2 separate regions of the Danio rerio genome follow, and region 1 is linked to region 2. A link is a contact called in public Hi-C data. All regions are on one chromosome and are shown on one strand. Each heading gives the region's core, a stretch centred on a gene start, on an enhancer-like site or on the middle of the called end of the contact. The rest is flanking DNA. Distances are from core to core; before and after follow the strand shown.

The links. Hi-C and Micro-C count contacts between places; a contact is called where the count stands out from the background.
Region 1: a contact with region 2 is called in a Hi-C map of an unstated tissue, with 2.1 times the contacts expected there. The contact joins the promoter of ro60 here to the enhancer-like site in region 2. A contact is called at or near these places in 3 of 18 Hi-C or Micro-C datasets (caudal fin, hematopoietic stem cells and an unstated tissue) and 2 of 4 datasets of contacts at active chromatin or transcription factors (embryo and pancreas).

Annotation. Positions count from the first base shown.
Region 1 is chr2:12,348,033-12,354,434 of GRCz12tu, forward strand. ro60 (Ro60, Y RNA binding protein) reads left to right here and starts at 4,523. Exons shown (of 9, transcript NM_001037397.2): 1 at 4,523-4,846. LOC141377818 (a long non-coding RNA gene) reads right to left here. Exons shown (of 2, transcript XR_012390801.1): 2 at 2,515-2,989.
Region 2 is chr2:12,268,824-12,275,462 of GRCz12tu, forward strand. No RefSeq gene overlaps it. Among named protein-coding and RNA genes, the nearest start is that of abhd3, 69 kb to the right of the region's middle. Within about 2 kb of position 2,143, at least 4 of the 62 cell types and tissues checked have an H3K27ac peak or open chromatin away from gene starts, as enhancers often do.

The DNA of each region.
Region 1 (6,402 bases), core at 3,273-5,772, 82 kb after region 2:
ACTTTCCAGCATGCAACTCTTGATGGAGCTGCCAAATTTCAGAGCCGTGTCCTGTGGTTCAGAATTTCTGTTTGTAAGAGCGAAAAGTAAATTATTGTAGTGTTTCTTTTTTCCTTATTACAAGTTGGGTTTCTCTTTTCATGCATTACAGTAATGATCAATCTACAGGTTATCTAATACAGTAACACATTCTTAATTTGAAATGTCTGAGTTTTTCACTCAAAAGTAAATCAAGTTTAATGGCAAGAGTTCCTGTGGGGACGAAAGTAACATTGTTATTTATGTAGCATTGATAATAGACACCCTTATTTTTCACTTCCACATTAGAGTTTGCAGTGTTTGGATTCAGATCTTTAATAAAATTAATGTATTTTGCCAATAATCATAAAAAAATATTCAAAAATTGTAGAAAATTGAAACATTTTGCATTGTTGCATTGCTTTTGAACCATTAGATGAAAGTGAAATTTAAAATAAAAATGCAGTTTAATATTATTTTTTTGCAAAAATGAAGGACAAAATATGTTTGCAGTCAACATTAACAAGATTATAGTCAGATTTATTTAAAATAAACAAGATAAGCCAGTAAATCTAGCAACCCGTGTGTTACAGTACTTCGTCCCTGCTGATGGGGTCAAAAGTAACAATGTGCAACTTTTGTTTAAAGTGAAATTATATTAAAGTTGTTCTACATTGATACAAAATAACACCTGATTTTGATAGAGCCCTTTTGTGAGTTAGTTACCACAGCAACAATATATTTCTGTTAAAAACGTTATCTTTTTTTTAAATTTTTTTTTTTTTTTGAGATATTCATTGCATTGCATTGCATTGCACAACATTACAGCAGATGTTACAGCATCTCAAGTTTTTTTTTGCAAAAAAGAAATAAACAAATTAAATATCACACACATAAAAATAAGTAAAAATTAAAAACAATAACATTATCTGTAATAGAATAAAATAAAATAGTTAAGAGAGGAAAAAAAAAAAAACCAGAATATCTAACCCCTAAAACCCACCCCACCCCTGGGACTGAAGCTTATGCAGTACTGTTGGTGTGACCTTCACCATCTGGATTTTAGTCTAAGCTTTCAAGATAGAGGAGAAGAGGAGACCAAATCTTGTCAAATTTTTTCAACTTCTTTGCCATAAGAAATCTAATCCTTTCCAAATGTGCTAATTTAGTTAATTCTTCCAGCCAAGATCTAAATGATGGGGATTCTGTTGATTTCCAAAACCTTAGCACCAGCTTCTTTGCCACAATAAGACTGTAAGACAACAGTTGTTTTTGAGAATCCTGAAGTGATCTAGTTTTGTCTGAAATTCCGAATATAACCAAAAGTGGGTCAAAAACTAATTCACAATGTAAAATTTCAGATAGAATTTTAAATATTTTAGCCCAGAATGGGATCAATTTAGAACACAGAGCATAACTATGTAAGGGAGTGGCTAAGTCAGTCTTGCATTTATCACAGAAGGGAGAGGTATCAGGAAAAAGTTTATGTAGTTTTGTCTTGGTATAATGGAGCCGGTGTATAATTTTATACTGAATGAGACAGTGTCTGGAGTTGACAGAACAAGAGTGGATTTCCTCTAACGCATCAGCCCACAGCTCCAGACTTATCTCATCTCCCAGTTCCTGCTCCCATTGTGATTTTAGGCTCTCCATAAGAGGCAATTTTTTTGATAACAGTGAGTTATAAATGACTGAAATCCCATGGCAGACCTCGCCTCCAAGCCCTAATAGGTCATCCAGTCCAGCCGGATTGACTCCGTTTAAACAGGGTAAAAACATTATCTTTTAAAAATAAGTTTTTAATGTTACTTTCATCCTCGCTCTTCCCTTTTGTACTGTTTTGAAGTGCTGTATAGCTAAAAAATAATATAATTATAATATAGCTATATAGTATAGAATTGTTAATCAAATTTATTCATTCATTTTCTTGTCGGCTTAGTCCCTTTATTAATCCAGGGTCGCCACAGTGGAATGAACCGGCAACTTATTCAGCAAGTTTTTTTTTTTACGCAGCGGCCACAACCCTTCCAGCCACAACCCATCTCTGGGAAACATCCACACACACACTCATACACTACGGACAATTTAGCCTACCCAATTCACCTGTGCCGCATGTCTTTGGACTGTGGGGGAAACTGGGGCACCCAGAGGAAACCCACGCGAAGGCAGAGAGAACATGCAAAACTCCACACAGAAACGCCAACTGAGCCAAGGTTCGAACCAGCGACCTTCTTGCTGTGAGGTGACAGCACTACCTACTGCGACACTGCCTCGCCCTAATCATATTTATAATATCTATAAAAATTATTTTCTTGCTATATATAAGAGGTTTTATATAGGACTGATAGTGGTCTATAGAAATGTTAGATGCTTCAAAAAGGCATTGAAGTGTAAAATAAACAAATTAAAATTTCTCTTAATTTAATTTGCAATACAAATAACATATAATAAAACGTGGTTAAAATATACAAAAAAACAGGAAAATTAAACAAACTACAATGAAATCAAAATTTTAATTATTCAATTCATAACTATAAATATACAATTCAATTCATCTTTATTTGTATAGCGCTCTTACAATATATATTGTGTCAAAGCAGCTTCACATAGAAGATAATAGTAAACTGAAACAGTATAAGTCCAGTTTTGTGTTGTAGTTCAGTTTAGTGTGGTTTAATTTTCACTGAGAGCATTAAGAGAAACCAGGTATATTGGGGGCATGACCATTTCTCCTATGGCCAAAGGTCTTGTGCAGAACTGCAATCTAGGCGCTGGAGGCTGGAGAACGCACGAATCCATCGTGGAGAAGCTACATGTGGGAGAGCATCTGGTGTACAGGCTGGCCCTTCAGGATCAATGCTAGGACTGGTCTGTCACTAGGGTCTTACAAGGATCAGTCTGATGTTCTCCACTCCTCCATTACCACCACAGCAGCTGCTCAGGATACAGCCTGGTCCATGATTATGGAAACCTCGGGAATCAAATAAAAAAAGATAAGTGCAGATGCCGTCCAAATTATAATGTCTTTAGGGAAGTGTTCCCGGCTAAGGTTGCCCTAAATAATGCAAACTAACAATCCTTTAGAGGACAGCATTTGTGTTTTATGTGTATTCTTATGCAAAGAGATGTCTTTAATCTAAATTTAAACTGACAGAGTGTGTCTGCTTCGCGAATTGTGCTAGGAAGGCTGTTTCAGAGTTTAGTTGCTAGATCAGCGAAAGATCTACTGCCTACAGTTGAGTTTGATATTCTGGGAATAATCAATTGTTCAGAATTAATTGAGCGCAGTGGACGTGAGGGGCTATAATACACCAGGAGCTCCCTCAAATACTGGGAAGCTAAGCCTTTCATGGCTTTGTAGACAGTCAATAAAATTGTAAAAATTTATACAATATTTAATAGGGAGCCAATGCAATGATGAAAGAACTGGAGTAATAATATGATCATATTTCTTTAGAAAGCACTCTAGCAGCTGCATGAACTAGCTATATTAGTTAATTAATTAATTCATTCATTCATTCATTCATTAATTTATTAATTAATTAATATATAGCTATATTAAAATAGATTAAATTACATCCAAATAAATAAACAATCCAAAAAGTTTTAAAGATTAGGGTTTAATTGCAATATAGTGAAGTAAACTGCATGAAATATTAATGTGAATATGATACAATATCCCACTGGGTTAAACTATTAGAAAACGTGTGATAAATATTTAGCATGAAAAATAAAGTTATCATTATTGTGTGTCAACATTAAATCTTCTGCAACGATATCTAACTCGTGAATTTGTTTTACATTAATTTACACCTTGTCGTCCAATTTATGTATGGCATGGCCATTAAAAATACAGTGTTCCTTAACCAGATGATTTTTCAAGTTACTTATAAAGAGAATGTTACTTCAGTCAGGTTGTAATGTTTTAAGTTGACTAGTTACACAATAAAAAAAAAAAAATCGTTAATCGGATAAACTTTATAAAAAAATCTGGATTTTTTTTTCCCACATCGCCCAGCCCTAACATATATATATATATATATATATATATATATATATATATATATATATATATATATATATATATATATATATTTTTTTTTTTATTAATTAATTAATTAAATAAAAGAGTATTATTACTGATTTAAATTTTTAATGGAAAACTTCATTAAGGTGACAGACAGTTAAGGGGTTAAAATGAGAAAAATGGGATTGAAATAAACACATAACCTAAATAAATAAATGCATAGGCCTACATAGGAAAAACGTAGGCTAATGTTTGAATATATATTTTTACAGTATAAATGGGATCCTATAAAATGGGTATTCATGAACAAAATATAGCCTGCCCTATAACTTGACATATTAATAGAATTATCCTGCAAAGCTCTACAAAACATTTACAAAGTAATTTTAAGTTTACTGATATTTAATCACTTGATCCCTTTTCCCAGGACAAAAGCGAAAAAAATGCTTATTTTCTTACCGACGTCTGGACGTTGTCTTGGGCTATGTCTCACAACCTAGTACACTGCCTACATAGACGGCGTTTTAAGGAATGAACAGTGTTTTCCGACTCCAAATGAGAATAAACTATCTATATACACCTCAAATTATTATAACCCAAACGTTTAGTCTTAACTAAACAGATGCAGATCACGTTCCAATGCTAGCCAGTGATGTCTACCTAGCAAGGGAACTAGGTTTTGAGCTACAGCCATCGTGTAGTCGGGAATCTTCGCACTGCTCTTCTTCTTTGAGTCTGATTTTAAGGGAGGAGCTGTAACTCTCGGAACATCCAGAGACTTTTGGAGAAGGACAACAACAGGTAGGAAGCTTGTGGACTTATTAAAAGTTTTCAAGACGTATTGCGACATTTCTGTTCTTGCAGAGAGTGAGAGAGTTTATTAAGCGGCCAGATAGTGATGTATATTAGCATCAGGCTAACTGATGTCTGTCTACCCCTCCCTTCTTCATCATCGCGAGTCTGGTTTAAAGGTTGTGCTCTTGATGTTGTTGAACAGTGTTGATGTTGTTTCGGTTTGATGGAGCACTTCAGTGTTAACTTTACAGGCTATATGAGTGTATTTTAAAGAGGCTTTGCTCGCAATTGCTAACTGGCTAACAGGATTAAAGGCGCTAGTGATCTGAGCCTCATAAAGCTGACAAAACAAAATGATACGCTCAGTCTCACACGATTTGAAGAGCAGAGACTTTAAAATATATCATGGTTTAGGTGATAAACAATTTATTAACATAAATCTGCATAAGTCATTTAATGTTATTAACGTCAAGCATCTTTACTTTTTTCCTTAGCTTTTTGGAAAAATAAGTAGCTACAAACAAACGCTATAAGTATAAACATTACAAGACTTTTTAAAATATATTATTCTCCATTTGTTGAATTTTATATATATATATATATATATATATATATATATATATATATATATATATATATATATATATATATATATATATATATATGTATAATTTATTCACTCATTGTTATTATTAAATGTTGTTATTAGTTATTAAAAATCTACATCTAGATAGATAAATAGATAGATAACTTAGATGGATAGTGAGATGTATTATAATATATGTCATTTTATATATTTCTTATATTTAACCAATAGATTTATAGACACAGGTTGTTTAATTATATAAAAATGAATTCAAAATGTAAGCTAATATATTAAAAATTTTTATTATTACTTATAAAAGTATAAATATTATTGTGTATAAATAATATTGACAAGTGTTGTTATTAGTAAATAAAAAATAAGGTCTGTCTGTCTGTCTGTCTGTCTGTCTGTCTGTCTGTCTGTCTGTCTGTCTGTCTATCTATCCATCTATGTGTATATAAATCTATTGTTTAAATATAAACCAAAATAAATGCCCTATATAATATATCTATTAATCATAGCAATCAGTTTCTGTTTAATGGAGAGAAGATTTGTTTTCAACATATCTCTAAACATAATAGTTTAATTAATTGATTTTTATCTCTGCTATGATGACAGTAAATAATATTTGGCTAGATATTTTTCAAGACACTTCTGTACAGCCTAAAGTGACATTTAAAGGCTTAACTAGGTTAATTAGGTTAACTAGGCAGGTTTGGGTAATTTGTAATTACTTACTTTACTCACTATATGGTGCTCCTAAAATAATACCATGGTACTTTCTTGGAACATGTAATGTGTGTTGCCATGGTTGATATATATTGTTTTTTGTTTATATTTAATATTTGAACAATAGATTTATGTGCACACAGTAATGTTTAAAATGTAAAAAATATATATATATATATATATATTTATTTAATTATTTATTTAATTACTTATTAATTAATTTCAGGGTGATTACCATATATGGAAA
Region 2 (6,639 bases), core at 893-3,392:
TTATGCAAGTGTATTAACTTTTTGTGAGTGGCAATAAAGATGTTAGGGGTCGTTCACAGTTGGCATCTTTTGCAAGCGTTCTCTATGTGCAACCGAAACAATGCTGGTGAAAGCAAACTGACACATGTGCACAGAGAACCATTCCCGTGCGCCTCACGTGCTCCTGTGTGAATCCCTGTGTGAAACCGGAGTAACAGCCTTTTGTGCAGAGGTGTCGGCATGCAGGTAGTTTTGAAAGTCGACAAAACTTGAGTTTAAATAATAAGATGATGATGTTACTTTCATTAAGCATGGCTATAAGGCAGAAAACAGGAATAAAGAGTCAGGGAGGTAAGACTTCATAACATTAATTCTCGGCCATGAGTCAGGTCTAAGAGCACAGATAATTTTATAAAACATTTTTATTTTTTGTATAGAATTGTCATAATATTCATGCAAAAGATTTCTTAAGTGATCTTGGCATATCACTCCGGTTGTTACATTGTTTTCAGTAACATTTAGGATTTATTTCTGTTATTTATTTAGAATAATAATTGTATAATAATGTTAATAATTGTATTTATTTAGAATAAATATAAACAAATTGATATGTTTATTGAAAAATAAATCTAACAATTTGAGAGGTTGGGGGTGTATGGGGTGGTTTGCCCAGGGTGTCATTTAAACTAGAACCGCCACTGCGGGCCTCCTCGATCGTCTTTGATAGCACGCATACATCTTCAATAGACAGCAATAGCAGTTTAATATTTACCTTAGGGTACATTAATAGAAGAAGCTGCATTAATAATATTGTGGCTCAAAAAGAAATATGGATAAATTATAGCATAGGGTCTATATAGTGAGTGTGTGTATATAGTAATGCCTTTTGTTCAGTTTGTTCAACTGTTTGTTTTATTAATTCATTTATTAATTTTCATTAATTATAGACATGGGTTATACTGTATGCGGTACAATAAAGGTATGTGAAAAATAAATAAATATATGTATGAAAAGTGTTTTTAAACTAAATACAAATTTGGTTTGCACATGTACTTGCTGAATTATTTCAATGAATAAATAGCAATATTTCAAGAGTAATTATCTAAATGAATTAAAACCACATTATTTTGTTTACCAGAAACAATTTTCAACATTACATTCAATTCATTAATTTTTGTGTGCCGCCCTAAGATTTGGTGTGGCCTCTTCTGGCCACCCCTAAGAAAATTTTCTGGGGGCACCACTGCCTAGACATCAGTCTAGGAAAACAGCAAACGTTTCATTTTCCCTAGTACACAATGTAACTACCAAGATAGCAAAGAATTCTGGCCCAGATTTGGCATGAAACTACCACAGCAGGCATTCATCCGGCACTGCCATACAGCATGTGGCCAGACATGTCCTGGGTTTGGCAGAGGTGGCACCGTCTTTAAGGCGGCACACAAGACATGGGCCAGAAGTCAACTGTAGTATTTCACCCGGATGTTTAAAAACTGATTTGTGGGCCATGTAAGTTTGACCCATATTTAAATTACATTTTATTTTTGAATAAAGAATTAACTTAGCTGAGACTTGCCCAGATAAGGTCCGTTTTAGACCTTGTCTGGAAGCCAGACTTGGTCCAGTCATGAACCGCCATTCACAGAAGCATCTGGGCTAAGCAAAGGTTGATTTTGTGGGCCAGAGCAAGGCCAATGAAATTTTTGCTATGTGGGTACAGAACAGTCCAGCTTTAAATAGGAACATCTGAGAACTCTTTGGTCATTTTTGAGCAAGAGGCTAATGATCTAATCCAATTTGATGGTCAGCAGTTGGGAATTTTATTTTTTTTTAAACAAAACAAGTAAACTCTGCCTTTAATCATTTAAAATTTCTCTAATCAAAGTGTCAAAAATGGATGTTGCTCAAATTCCCACCATGCTCATCTAGAACTGTTGGATATTCACAATAGAGAACATAGCTTATACACTGCAATTCAACACTGTACACACAGACTAATGTTTTTTTTTTTTTTTTTACGTAATGATGAGAGGTTCCATAAACAGTGAGTGTTATTTGATGAGTCCAACCATCAATCATCAACCAGTAATGAACCTTGCATACAGTCCCCTCTGTCCTATATATTTCAGTATAAAATCAGATCACAGTTCAGCCAAAGAATTAAAGTGAACTTTAGCCCTATTAAAGCAGAGTGACACATTATCAGTCCACTCTGGTTATCCAGGAAATCCTCTTAATGCGTGCCAAGGGTGAAAGCTTGTGGGAGTTTTCTGTGTTTCTAGATTGAAGTGTAAAGTGCTCAGTCCAAAATAAATCTGGCACTCAGGTTTTTTTTTTTTTTTTTTTTTTGTGATGCTTTAGTACATCCTATTAAAGTCTGAAGAGCCTATGGCCTACTTACATGCCCAAACAGACACAAATTCACAGTTTGGTACATCTGAGATGCAGGAAAAGCATGGATCCATCTTGAGTTGTATCAATGGTTCAGGCTGGTGGTGGTGGTGTAATAGTCAAACCATTTGAGCACAGCCTACCTGACTATTGTTGCTGACCATGTCTAGTGTACCCATGTACTGATGGCTACGGGAGATTCACAGTGCATGCTGCTATCATGTCAATATGAACCAAAATCTCTGAGGCATATTTCCAGTTTTGCCAGTTCTGAAGGCAAAAGGGAGTCCAACCCAGTACTAGTGAAGTGTATAGTGAAATAATCAATAATGGCTGAAAAAAACAAATTGAGAAATTAAAAATAATAATTCCTTTAATATTTACTCACCCTTGCGTCATTCCAAACCCCTGAGATTTTTGTTCATCTTCAGAACACAAATAATGATATTTTAAATGAGACCTCCATAGACAGCAGTGGTCCTGAGACGTTCCAGAAAGTCCAGAAAAGGAGTCAAAACATTTGTGATCAAAAGTGTTCTTGGAGCTTTGTATGATTAGACAAAAGGTCAAAAACTTTCCATCTACATTTTTTTTAATTTTAGAATTGAGTTTATTTCAGAAATACATTTTATTTTTGACCAGTTACTCTGAAAAAGTTTATTTTATAATTATTAATAAATAAAAATAAATAATTAATAAAAAAAAGAAAGTACACTGTAAAAATTATATGATCAGTTAGCCATGACAGCATATGTTTTTAGTTCACAGTAACTTATTAAACTAAATTAATCATGTTCTAACTTAATTTTATAAGTCAGGCAAGCTATTTTAGATTAGTTTTACATAATATTAGTTCATATTACTCGTGAGGTTCTCTTTCTTCAGCTTACTTACAGCTTACAACCATGATTTTTTTTACAGTTTATAAAGGACAGAAATTTGGTATTGACGGATATCACTTTGAAGGCACAAGAGAGCAGTAGGCAAATATCTTTACATATGAAAAAATTTTAAATATTAAGGATATATATATATAGGATATAATAAGAATATATATATATATATATATATATATATATATATATATATATATATATATATATATATATATATATATATATATATATATATATATATATATGATATAAATATAAAGGATTAAAATATTACAAAACATATTATTTTCTAGCCTACATAAATATGAAAAACCACTGCTTTTATGCCTTCTTCATCTCGGGAGGCTTTTTCAGTTCATTCATAACAATTTGCTTTTGTATAATGTTATTATTATTAGCAGTATCATTTATTATATCCATATTTATATTTGTTTTATTAAAAACAAGCTTAGATTTGCCCACCTGTCAGGTTTAGACCATATGGGGCACAGCATGTGTTTTAAGATATAACTCATTATATAGCACATTTTGCTATTATTATTCATTTATTCGTTTGCTGGAAATTAGAACTGAATTTAGAAATAGTTTTGAAACGAATATTTGCGCTTAACAAACAAAAGTATTTATTTATAGACTAATTGATGTCTGTGCGTAAAGGTTTTCCTATCCAAGAGCGAAAGTGATCCATTATCTCTCATTCTCACGCAGTAGATGCTCTGTTTAACAGTTTTCTGTTAAAAAACTGTCAACTGTTAACTGTTTGCTTGTGAAATGCTCATTTTTTCCACTTAGAGTTACTTTGCGTCCTGTAAATATCGAATGCGCTCTTGGCGCGACACAGCTGACTCTTAAAGGGAATGGGAGATGAGACTCTAATTGGTTTATTCTTAAAACACACCTATAACTCATTAAGAAAATAAGCGCAAGGCAGATTTCCCGTCCTTAAATTAGCAAAAACGCGTCCTGACACGCCCTGAAAGCATTTGCGCCCTGCGTTTTGCGCTTTGCGCATGGACCGTCAAAATAGAGCCCATAATGTTTTAGAACTCTGATTAACGTAAAGAAACTGCCCCTTTTAAGCTTTTATCCAAATTGTGTCATTTTGGTGACTGTTGCTTCAAACTCAAACGAGATTGTGCTCCTATGCCTCTCTAAAAAAGAGAAAGGAGTCACAAAGATCTATGCATTAGCATAGCGGCAAATTAAAAAACAAGACTAACATTATCTCTGTGAAAAACTGAAAATGGCAAAAAAAAAAAAAAAAAAAAAACAGTGGCTTAGAAGAAGATTGTCTATATCACACCGAATGAGCATTTACGTTCCAAAAACACCTGCATCGCACTGCCTTGTTGTTGACAAGAAAAAAAATAAGAGCGGTGCACTTTTTATGCCGCTAGGTAATGACTAAATTAGCTGTGTATTGTGTGCGAGTGTTGCTGTTGATGTTGTTATAATTGTAATATTTATTAATATTGTGATATTCAAGATCTGTAAAGTCATACAGGTTTGTGTAACTCTAAATAGTAACCACTAATCTCTCCTCCATCTTTAAAAGTCTCCTTAGTTGTCTTGATGACAGAAACACTGATATGATCTCAACTGAAAACCCCACCTGTGCTTTCATTTGATTGAAGAATGAAAAAGATACGACTGACATAACGCGGTTTTTCCGCTCAGAGTTGACTTATTTCCAACTGCGAGGGCACAGCCTGCAACGACAAAAACATGAGGCAAATAGGGCGCATAAGCCCTAAAAAAGATGCGACATAACGCGTTTTTTCCACTAAGACTTTTTTCAACTGCAAGTGCACAGCGTGCAACCGCAAAAATGTGAGGTGCAGTAGGTGGTTAAAACGCAAGGCAAATAGGGTGCATAAGCAGCGCCCAAGATGCTTGTGGCCGTCAGGGGTGATCACACCGAACAAGCATTTACATTCTAAAAACATGTGGGGCACTGCACTGTCTTTTTGTTGACAAGAAAAAAGAAGTGCAGTGCTGTTGGCTTTTTATGTCACTAGGCAACGACTGAATCAGCAGTGTATTGTGTGCGTGTGTTGCTGTTGATGTTGTTATAATTGTAATATTTAATAATATTGTAATATTTAAGATTTAAGAGTCATACAGCTTCAGATAACTCAAAACAGCAACCACTAGTCTCTCCTCTACCTTCAAAAGTCTCCATAGTTGTCTTAACAACACAAACACTGCTGTCACCTCAACTAAAAACTCTGCCTCTGCATTCATTTAAATGGAGAATGAAACAGACGCAAATGACGTAATACGCTTTTTCTGCTCAGAGTTGTCTTTTTTTTAACTGCAAGTGCACAGCACGCAATGGCAAAAACGTGAGGTGTGTTGGGCATATAAGCAGCGCGCAAAACGCTTGTGGCCGTTTGTAAATCATTCCAAAAAGACGCCTCTCAACACAAAAAGCATGTTCAGTGTGATCAGCCCCAATAAACCATTTAAAAGATGCGCTTCTCAAAGCAAAAAGTGTGTTCAGTGTGATCAGCCCCAGTAAACCATTTAAAAGATGTGCTCCTCAAAGCTTAGTCTGTGACATCTTTGGTAGGCATGGAGCAAAATCTCTAACGATGGACAGCTGCTTCTCACTCAGGGCTGTTTTTGCTAATGAGGGAGAGATCATCACTAATGTGCAGGACTTTTCTCTTCCTGTGAATGTCAATCAGAGTGTTTCTGCAAATTGTTTTTCTGAAGTGTTATTATAAAAACAATAACAAATTTTTAGAAATAATACATTTTTACTATTACAGGCTGGCTTTATTTACACACGTTGCCACAACAGCTGTGTTTAAACCCCTTATAAAAGTGATCCATGCACAATAGGTCCCCTTTAATGTCACACCCCCCTTGTTGGCAACTAAACCCCTCCATGTGGTTGGAAGTTTATAATAAGATTATAATTTAACAGCTGTGATATTCACTCGTGGGTTTAGCTGTCTGCCTTTTGGGTGGGATTTAAAACAGAAAAGCGCTTGGTTGGGAATATAGATCAAAGTTCTTCCAAACAATGTCTGCATCAGGATCATCTGGATATGATCAGCACAGATGCAGATGATCACTGCATTGGGGTCTCCACAGCAGAATGAACTGCCTACTTATCCAGCATATTTTTTTTACGATTGATTAGCATGTTGCTAAATTATTTAGCATGTTGTTAGTATGTTTCTAGTATGGACTAGTATATTGTTAGTATGAATTGGTATGTTGTTAGCATGTCTAATGTAAAGTCAATGGAAGTTTTTTTTTATAATGGAAGTCTATGAGACAGTTGCTAGGGTGCCGTAAGTGGTTGCAAGGGTGTGGCTAGTAAGTTGAAAGGTCATCAGTGAGGGGCAGATTAGTAGTCTGG